2 separate regions of the Sus scrofa genome follow, and region 2 is linked to region 1. A link is a contact called in public HiChIP or PLAC-seq data. All regions are on one chromosome and are shown on one strand. Each heading gives the region's core, a stretch centred on a gene start, on an enhancer-like site or on the middle of the called end of the contact. The rest is flanking DNA. Distances are from core to core; before and after follow the strand shown. Region 1 has its middle 72 kb from the start of RBFOX2. Region 2 overlaps LOC110260651 (a long non-coding RNA gene).

Region 1 (4,089 bases), core at 1,065-3,564:
AGAATGGATGGATTTATTTTTTCATTTATTTTATTTTTGGTCTTTTTAGGGCCGTACCTACGGCATATGGAAGCTCCCAGGATAGGGGTCGAAATCGGAGCTGTGTCTGCGGCCTACACCACAGCTCATGGGCAATGCCAGATCCTTAACCCACTGAGTGAGGCCAGGGATCGAACCTGCGTCCTCATGGATGCTAGTCAGATTCATTAACCACTGAGCCATGACAGAAACTCCTAAATTTAAATTTCAGTAAAAATAACTGCAACTATAAACATTAGTGAAAAGTTACCTGATTAGAGACGTTGACAAAGACTAGGAAATATACTTTTTTTTTTTGCAACTGTGAAGTTTATCATATAAAATGGTAATTTCCCTTTTTAAAAGAAGGCATATGGACTTTCTGGGGTGATCAGAGCTGAGGTCTGGGCAGGGATGATTAAATAAACTCCCAAGATCATTTTCCAGCGGCAGCATCGTACTGAAGAAAGAAAGATTGGAAGTGAAAAAGATCTGGAACTAAAGTGCCAAATTACCACTCACTAGCTATGACCTTGAGCAAGTAGCTTCTCTTAAACCTATTTCCTCATCTATAAGTGTGGGGTATTATGAACATCAGAAATAACATACATAAAGCACCTAGGTCACTGCCTGGCTTAAGAATTCATAGTTGTTTACAGATTTGCTTATCATTGTTTTTCTCAGCCCACCACAAAAAGACAGAAAATGACTCCTTAACAAACCTGACATTTTAGGGCTACTACTGTAATTTATTTTAAACTGGTAACAGATTGTCAATAGAGCATGCCTAAAGGAAGCTATTTTCTCCGTGAATTTAAAAGTAAAATTTGGAGTTTCCGTCGTGGCGCAGTGGTTAACGAATCCAACTAGAAACCATGAGGTTGTAGGTTCGATCCCTGGCCTTGCTCTGTAGGTTAAGGATCTGGCATTGCCGTGAGCTGTGGTGTAAGTCGCAGACGTGGCTCAGATCCTACATTGCTGTGGCTCTGGCGTAGGCCAGCGGCTACAGCTCTGATTAGACCTCTGGCCTGGGAACCTCCATGTGCCACGGGAGCGGCCATAGAAAAGGCAAAAAGACAAAAAAATTTAAAAAAAATTAAAAAAAAAAAAAAGTAAAATTTGCAGGAAGAGAAACACAAAGTTTTCCACAGGGCAAGATGTCGCTAAATCAGATGGCTAAGAAAACTGATAAGAGACTGTAGGGAAAAGTCGAGCTCCCGGAAAGGGGGCGCGTCTAACAGAGGATAAAGAATCACAGCCACTCTGTGTGGGGGTGAGCCCAACACCGCAACTCTCTGTCACAGAAGAGCTCAGAGTAAAGGTTTGTTTTTTTTTCCCCAGTTTCTTCAAAATTCCACTCCTCCCTTAAACCAGCGATACTTACCTGACAATAACAAACACAAGGCAAAGAGAAACAAAAACACCTCCACCTGCAGTAGAGAAGGGGGATGCTGAGGATGCGAGAGATGCTGGCTACAAGGGGTGAGAACTTTTCTATGATGCAGAAAGAAAACCAATGGCTGCACCATCTTCTTTGGCTGCTTTCAGGTGATGGCAGGAATCTCCAAGTCATTCACCTGCTCTCCTATCAGGGCTGTGAAAGGGGAGACAGTAGGTCTGGTCCTTCTACAGGGCCGAGCTAAAAGCTATGAAGGAGTTAAAGCTTTCAGAATATTAGAAGGAAAATGCTGGAGGACTTTTAGGGCCTTAATAGCCAACCCAGTGGAATGGAAGACAGTCTGGGCATTAGAACCAGATGGGCCTTCCTGGCTACTTGACCTTGGGCAAGCTGGACAGCCTCTCGAGCCTTCACGCCTCTCATCTATAAAACTGAGTGAATGTAAAAGGCAAACTGCTTCAGAACAGGCACTCGATACAGGTTAAATGCTTCTCCCAGGCCCCAGGACAGCCATACATAAGACTAGGAATGCGGCTGGTGGCTGGCCTATCTAGCTACATCATAAATGTTCGTTCTCTCCCTCCCCTTTCCCTCTAACTTGGCAGAAAGGGCATCAAGGCCAAGTAGGGAAAGTAACGCTCCCAAGGTCATGCTGCTGGTTACTGGCAGAATTAGGCTTAAAAAATCAGCCTCTTCAGGCTCCATGCGTGTACCTTGCCTCATTGGAACCTTCCCTCGGGGACAGGGCAAGCTTACTTAACATTAAATGGGTTCAGGGAGTCAACGCAAACAACAGCACGAGCTAACTACAATGTCACCGCTCACTGTGTTTCAGGCACCCAGGAGTTAAACACACCCAGGAGCTGCGCTGGGCACACTCCTTATGGGAAGAGGCCAGAGAGGCACTGAAATCCATTCCTCGACATGATTGGTCGGTTCCCAAAGGGGTGGGGAAGAGGCGAGGGGAGAAGAATGTCCTCGTCGCCAGATCCCCAGGATCCCCACGGGTAAACAACAGCGAGAACATCTGCTCAGGTTTTCAACTAAAACTGTAAAGTATTTCTGAACACTTGACCACCAGATCAGACGACTGGAACCTCTGACCTTCATCAACAACAACAGCTCTTGTTCTTTAATGACCAGATTCTCAGTGACACAATCTGGATGAACGAGTGCAAAAAGCCAGCTTGAAATTTCTCTAGCACAGCATTAGCGGCAAATGCTCATGCTCTCCGTGCTGGGAATCACCCGCCACCCTCCCTCCTGCCCACCTGCCCTTACAGAGGAACCCGGCCTGCCAGTCGCTGCTCAAACTCTGACAATCACCTTCCCTCTGAATTTCTCTCCTTCTTCTTTAAGAGGAGCCCCCTCCTTTGCAAAGAGGCTATCTTATTGCAAGAAGCAACCTCTCTGGAATTGCGTTAGCACACATGTGCAGAGCAGAGAGAAGGGAGGGTCTGGGGAGAGAGAAATCCAATACCTTGCCAAATCCACCGGGAAGTCTGCCCGAGTTATTAAGCCAGGACAGGGCACTTAACCGAATTGGTTGAGGCAATGCCCTTCAATCCTGGCTGCATTCCTCCCCCAAGGGAGAATGGAGAAAGGCCTGGCTCCTCAAAATCTTATTACCGTCGACCACTCTTCATTCCTGAGAAGTTTCTCTCCCCCATTTCAAGGATATACACAAAATGCTTAAGCTCCGAGCAGAGTATGAGAGAGGTGGCCCCCCATCTCCAGTACACACGAGGACTTCACAGGACGGATCGCCAAGAGCCGCTGCAACGGCATTCCCTCTGTTCTTAGGTACGACTCCAACTAAATCCTCAAGTCCACAACCCTGAAGGGAGGAGGAGATGTCACAGAACCAAAGTAAAACTGAAGAGAAAGCCTCTTGCTGAATGACTAAACCAGGAGGACTTCAAGAAACCAAGCCAGTGCAGGGAACAGGTTGAGCCCACCTTAGTGCGGCCCGGGAGTCAGGGCAAGGCCCACTCTAAACAATCTGGAAGCACTGCCTCCCGACCTCTCAGGAACCGCCTCGGCCAGGAGTGACCTGAAACCACCGTGGACTCAGAGCAAAGACTCCTCAACGCTGGGCCAAAGCAAACCAGCTCCAGGAAGTGGCAGAGGCTGCTTAAGTCTCCCCTTTGTTCCTGCTCTGCCATCCCAAAGCCAAATCTAATCACACTGTGCTACGCACGCCCTTCACTAACACAGACGTCTCATTTATAAATCCCAGGGAGCACAAGTGACTCAGCTCCCTTTCGCAGGAATGTTCAGCAAATTAACTACTCAAGGAGGTTCCGCGTGGTTATTAAAAACACAGGCTTCAGTGTCAGACAGGCCTCAGTTTAAATACCTGTTCCACCGCTTTCCAGCTCTGTGACCCAGACCTCCCCAAAGCTCAGATGCTTCAGACTCGGCTTCTTCCGTCTGCCTGAGAGGGAGAGCTGGAGGAATGGTGAGGAACTGAGGGGGTGTGTACACGTGTACTCAGCACAGCACTCATGTGCGGTAAGCATTCAATAAACAGTGGCTGTCACGATAAATTATCACTGAGGCCTATGAAACAACTTCTGAAGAGAAATCACGCTGCCAGCTGTCAACAGTATGAGCGGTTCTGCCCCTTGCCCAGCCCGTCACAACACGAGAATATGCCAAAGATGGCTTTC
Region 2 (4,089 bases), core at 962-3,461, 220 kb before region 1:
CCCTTTCCCGTCCCCATACCCCAAACACTAAGAGGGCCGAACCAGCTGCTGTGATTTCTGTGTGTCCTACAGCCTGAGACATGACAGGGCATTGGGGTCTCTGGGGCCTTCCAGGGGCCAGCAGCCGCCAGCATCACGTCTCATCCCTGGCCCCTGGCCCCTGGCAGTTCTCTCTGCTCCATTCTGGAAGGGGAGGAGTCGTTTCCCCCATGACACAACACCCCACGTCTCTCTCAAGACATCCAAGTCACTGCCTTAGGCTGACAGCCCCAAACCACCTTGGAAAAGACTCCTGCGCTGCAAACTGGTCTCCCACCCCGGCTCTGCCTCCCCTCTAAAAGCAAGGTCAGATCGCGAACTCAGAGAATGCCAGAGTAAGAGAGTAGGCAGGGATCTCAGCGACCATGGCAGGCTCTCCCTTCACTCACAGTAGGAAAATAGGACCCAGAGAGGAGTAGTGACTTCTTCAAGGTCACACAGCAAATGGGTGGCTGAGGAATTGATGTCAACTTTGGGGGCGTCTTTTGTCCAATCCAACAGGACCTACTGCGGCCCCAGAAGCCAAGTGACAGAGATAGGAGGAGAAAGACATAAAGTCAGGTTCAGCAAAGAACTTGACTGTCTGCTCTCGTGTTTCTGACATGGACCGCTAAGGGCTCGAACTCCAGGTAACACAGCTTATAGGACTGAATGGGCGTTCTCCCCAAAGGAGACGGAAAGAGCATCTAAGTAGGAAGGAAAACCTACTCTGGCTCATCAAGAAGGGGAAATTCATCTGTAAATTAAAGTGTGAAGGATAATCCATTCGCCAGTGGCAACCGGGGCACGTCTCCTTCCAGGTGCAGAAATGTCACTGTGTATATACCCCCCCTCTTTTTTTGGTCTTTTTGCCTTTTCTAGGGCCGCTCCCACGGCATATGGAGGTTCCCAGGCTAGGGGTCCAATCGGAGCTGTAGCTGCCGGCCTACACCACAGCCACAGCAACACAGGATCCCAGCCGCGTCTGCGACCTACACCACAGCTCACGGCCATGCCGGATCCTTAACCACTGAGCAAGGGCAGGGATCGAACCTGCAACCTCATGGTTCCTAGTCAGATTCGTTAGCCACTGCGCCATGATGGGAACTCCAACATACATCATCTTATCTAATTCTTATTTCCATTCTATAAGGATGTCCCCCCCACCCATTGTATAAGAGAAGAAATTGAAGCTCAGAGAGGTTGTGTACCTTCCCATAGGTCACACAGCTCTTTGGTAGCACAGCCAGGTCTGGAACTACATATTTCATCTTGAAGGCAATGGTTTAGCCTTGAGATTTTACAAACTATAATGACTCTGGGGTTGTCCTTCTGCTCTCAGGTCCTTTTTGTCCTCATCTATTGGGCGAGGTGGCTGAACAAGATCTCTTAGGTCTTGTTAATTCTGTCTGTAATTCTAGGATTCCTCTTGATGGGCTCTAGGCATCCAGGGTTTGATTGTCAAGCTCCTTCCAGCTACCATCATCGGTGTGAGATGGACACCTTCTCCTTTCCTGACTCTAATCTTGGCCCGTAGAAGCAAAGGAAAACCAAGTAGGGGTTTTAACAACCATGAAGAAAATAATCGATGAATACGGCCAACTGGTCAACCCCAGGGAACACTGTTAACATTGTTCCACCTTACAGGTCAATGCCCTTGAACTTTGGGAAGCCGGTGGGAAGGGAAATGGGATCTCTTCCTTTTACCTGATGAGGACCTCCTGCCCATGGCCTGCGACATCAGCCTCCACCTTCCCCCAGACGTTCAGCACCAGCTGCCATTCCCGTCGCTGAGCCCCCATGGCACAGTCTGCAGAAGAGAAACAGAGCAAGTGCGGGCGTACTGGGCGTCCTGGCTCTGACAGCTGGGGTTTGAGGCTGCCCAGACCAAAGGGGTTTTATACCTTCCCAGATGCCCGACAGAGATCAGTTGACAGCTGCTCGCTCCCTCTCTCCCCTCCCCCTGTCCCCTCCTCTTTCATGCAGGGGTCTAATCTTTTCCTTTCTCTAGCCCTCACATGGAAGCTATTTTGGGGCAGGTGCCATTGTGGAGAGGTAGGACAACTCAGGCCACGGGGGTGGGTTTGTGTGGGTGGAAAGAGTGAGGAGGAGCTTGGGCCACTGTCTGGACTCTCCGAGGCCAACAGAAAGGGCACCACCGAGGCCAATGCCAACGGCCTGAAACCCAACTCCCCCTGCTGTCATCCTTCTCAAGAGGACCTGTCATGTTTCTAAGCCTGGACAGCAGGCACCCCGGCTGGCCCTGTAGGAGTCTCTTCGCCCACCTTCTGCCCTCACCTGTCATTCCAGTGGGAAGGGGCCTAGATGGTTTTCTGCTTAGAGCTGGGTGAACCCAGTCAGAATCATAACCTCTTGGAGCCTGGATTTTCCCACCCTACCCAGAAAACTCCTGGTTTAGTGGCCTGGCTCAAACATTTCCCTCTGAAAAGTTTTGCTTGTCATAACCTTCAAGGCACAATTAATTGCTTGCTCTTTCCATCTGCTTGCGTGCGTTCCTGTTGCTCACCGCATCACATTAGATGTCTTTGTTTCCATACCAGCTCCTGGCTTAGTATCATGGCAGCCAATATGCACAGAGACTTTGCCGGGTGCCAGGCCCTATTCCAAGCGCTGTACATTTGGTGACTCCTTTAGACCCCAATAGCCTTATGGGGTTGATTAAAAATGGCCGTCACCCCCATCGCATGGAGGGCAAGTTAGGGAAAGCTGCCATGGTTGCACAGCTAGTTGATGGAAGATTTGGGATTTGAACCCAGGAAGTCAGGCCCTGAATGTGTGCTCCTGAACATCTTACTTTTCATGTGGGCAGGAGCTTTGTTTTATTCATCTGTGTAACCTTTGGGCCTTACACAGTGTGTGTACCAATTTTGAACTGAATAAATGTTCATTGAAAAAAAAAAGAGGGATGGCCTTGCAAGGAAGGCAAGTGAAGGATGATTGGCCTTTATTTTCCATCCATCTATCCATCCATCCTTCCATCCATGCTTCATCTGTCTATCCACTCACCTATCATCCATCAATCTGTCCATCATTTATCCACCGACTCATCATCTACCCACCCACCCATCATCCATCGCTCATCCATCTACCCACCCATCCACCATCTGTCCATCTGTCCAACACACAGTTACTGAGTACCTACTGTGTGTGTGAGAAACTGTGATACTTGCTGAGGACACAAAACCAAATAAAACACTTCCTGGTGTTCAAGAAACTCAGTTTCCTGGAGAGATAAGTAAGAGAAATGAATTTAGGGTACAGTTTATTTAGTGCTCTGATCAAGGTCTGCACAGAACGTTAAGAGTTTACGAAGTGCCTCCTTGGGCAGAATTACATCTCGTCTCCACAAGGTCCCTGAAAAGTCACGCGCATCATCCCACCCTGCCGCTGTGGACCATGAGACTCAGAAAGGATGAGCAGGTGTCCTGGCCCTCCTGGGTCTGTTTCAGACATGTCAGTTATGCCGCCCCACAGTGTACAGCTCTTGCTAAAGATAACTGCCCTGCCCCAGCCCTGAGTCCTGTCCTCCCCGTAAACCTGCAGCTGATTGGACACGGGCTAGGACTTAACCCAAGGCAGCCAATGGCAGGGCTCCGTCAATAGCCAATGTCTATTAACTCCACTAATCAGATCCCTGCTTTGAAATGTGAAACAGGGGTGACCAGCAGCAGTTGGCTGGGTGGTGGGGAATGCAGGGTCAAAGAAGGTTTCATGGCCAGCACTGGGTAAGAACCCCCAACCGGGTAAGACCCAGCGCAACCTTGGGTCTCCATTCCAGTCTCTGTGAAGTCAGCTCCAATTGCAATTGGAGGATTACCACCGGCTGCCACTTCCTGTGTGACCCCTTGTGTATCCTTGAGTGAGCCCCGTTTATTTATTGCATCAGCTGATTCCTGACAACCCAAAGAGCCCAGAGGCACACAGGCTGCAGTCAGGCACCCCTTCTGGACAACATACTTCTAAAATTACACGTGAGGCTCCATGTTAACCCAGGAGGCCCAGCTGGTCAACCTCCAGAAGCCATCCAGCCTTCACAGTGGACGACACATT

What was found. HiChIP or PLAC-seq counts read pairs in DNA pulled down with a chosen protein or histone mark.
Region 2: an H3K27ac HiChIP or PLAC-seq map of skeletal muscle shows a contact between it and region 1. The contact joins two enhancer-like sites. A contact is called at or near these places in 10 of 47 Hi-C or Micro-C datasets (embryonic fibroblasts, fetal skeletal muscle, heart right ventricle and 4 more) and 1 of 2 datasets of contacts at active chromatin or transcription factors (skeletal muscle).

What each region holds. Positions count from the first base shown.
Region 1 is chr5:11,734,901-11,738,989 of Sscrofa11.1, reverse strand. It overlaps a transcript of RBFOX2 not described here. Among named protein-coding and RNA genes, the nearest start is that of RBFOX2, 72 kb to the left of the region's middle. Within about 2 kb of position 2,314, at least 55 of the 83 cell types and tissues checked have an H3K27ac peak or open chromatin away from gene starts, as enhancers often do. A contact at or near this core is called in fetal skeletal muscle and skeletal muscle, where this site is marked.
Region 2 is chr5:11,958,728-11,962,816 of Sscrofa11.1, reverse strand. LOC110260651 (a long non-coding RNA gene) reads right to left here. Exons shown (of 2, transcript XR_002343916.1): 2 at 1,729-3,262. Among named protein-coding and RNA genes, the nearest start is that of SYN3, 57 kb to the left of the region's middle. Within about 2 kb of position 2,211, at least 5 of the 83 cell types and tissues checked have an H3K27ac peak or open chromatin away from gene starts, as enhancers often do. A contact at or near this core is called in fetal skeletal muscle and skeletal muscle, where this site is marked.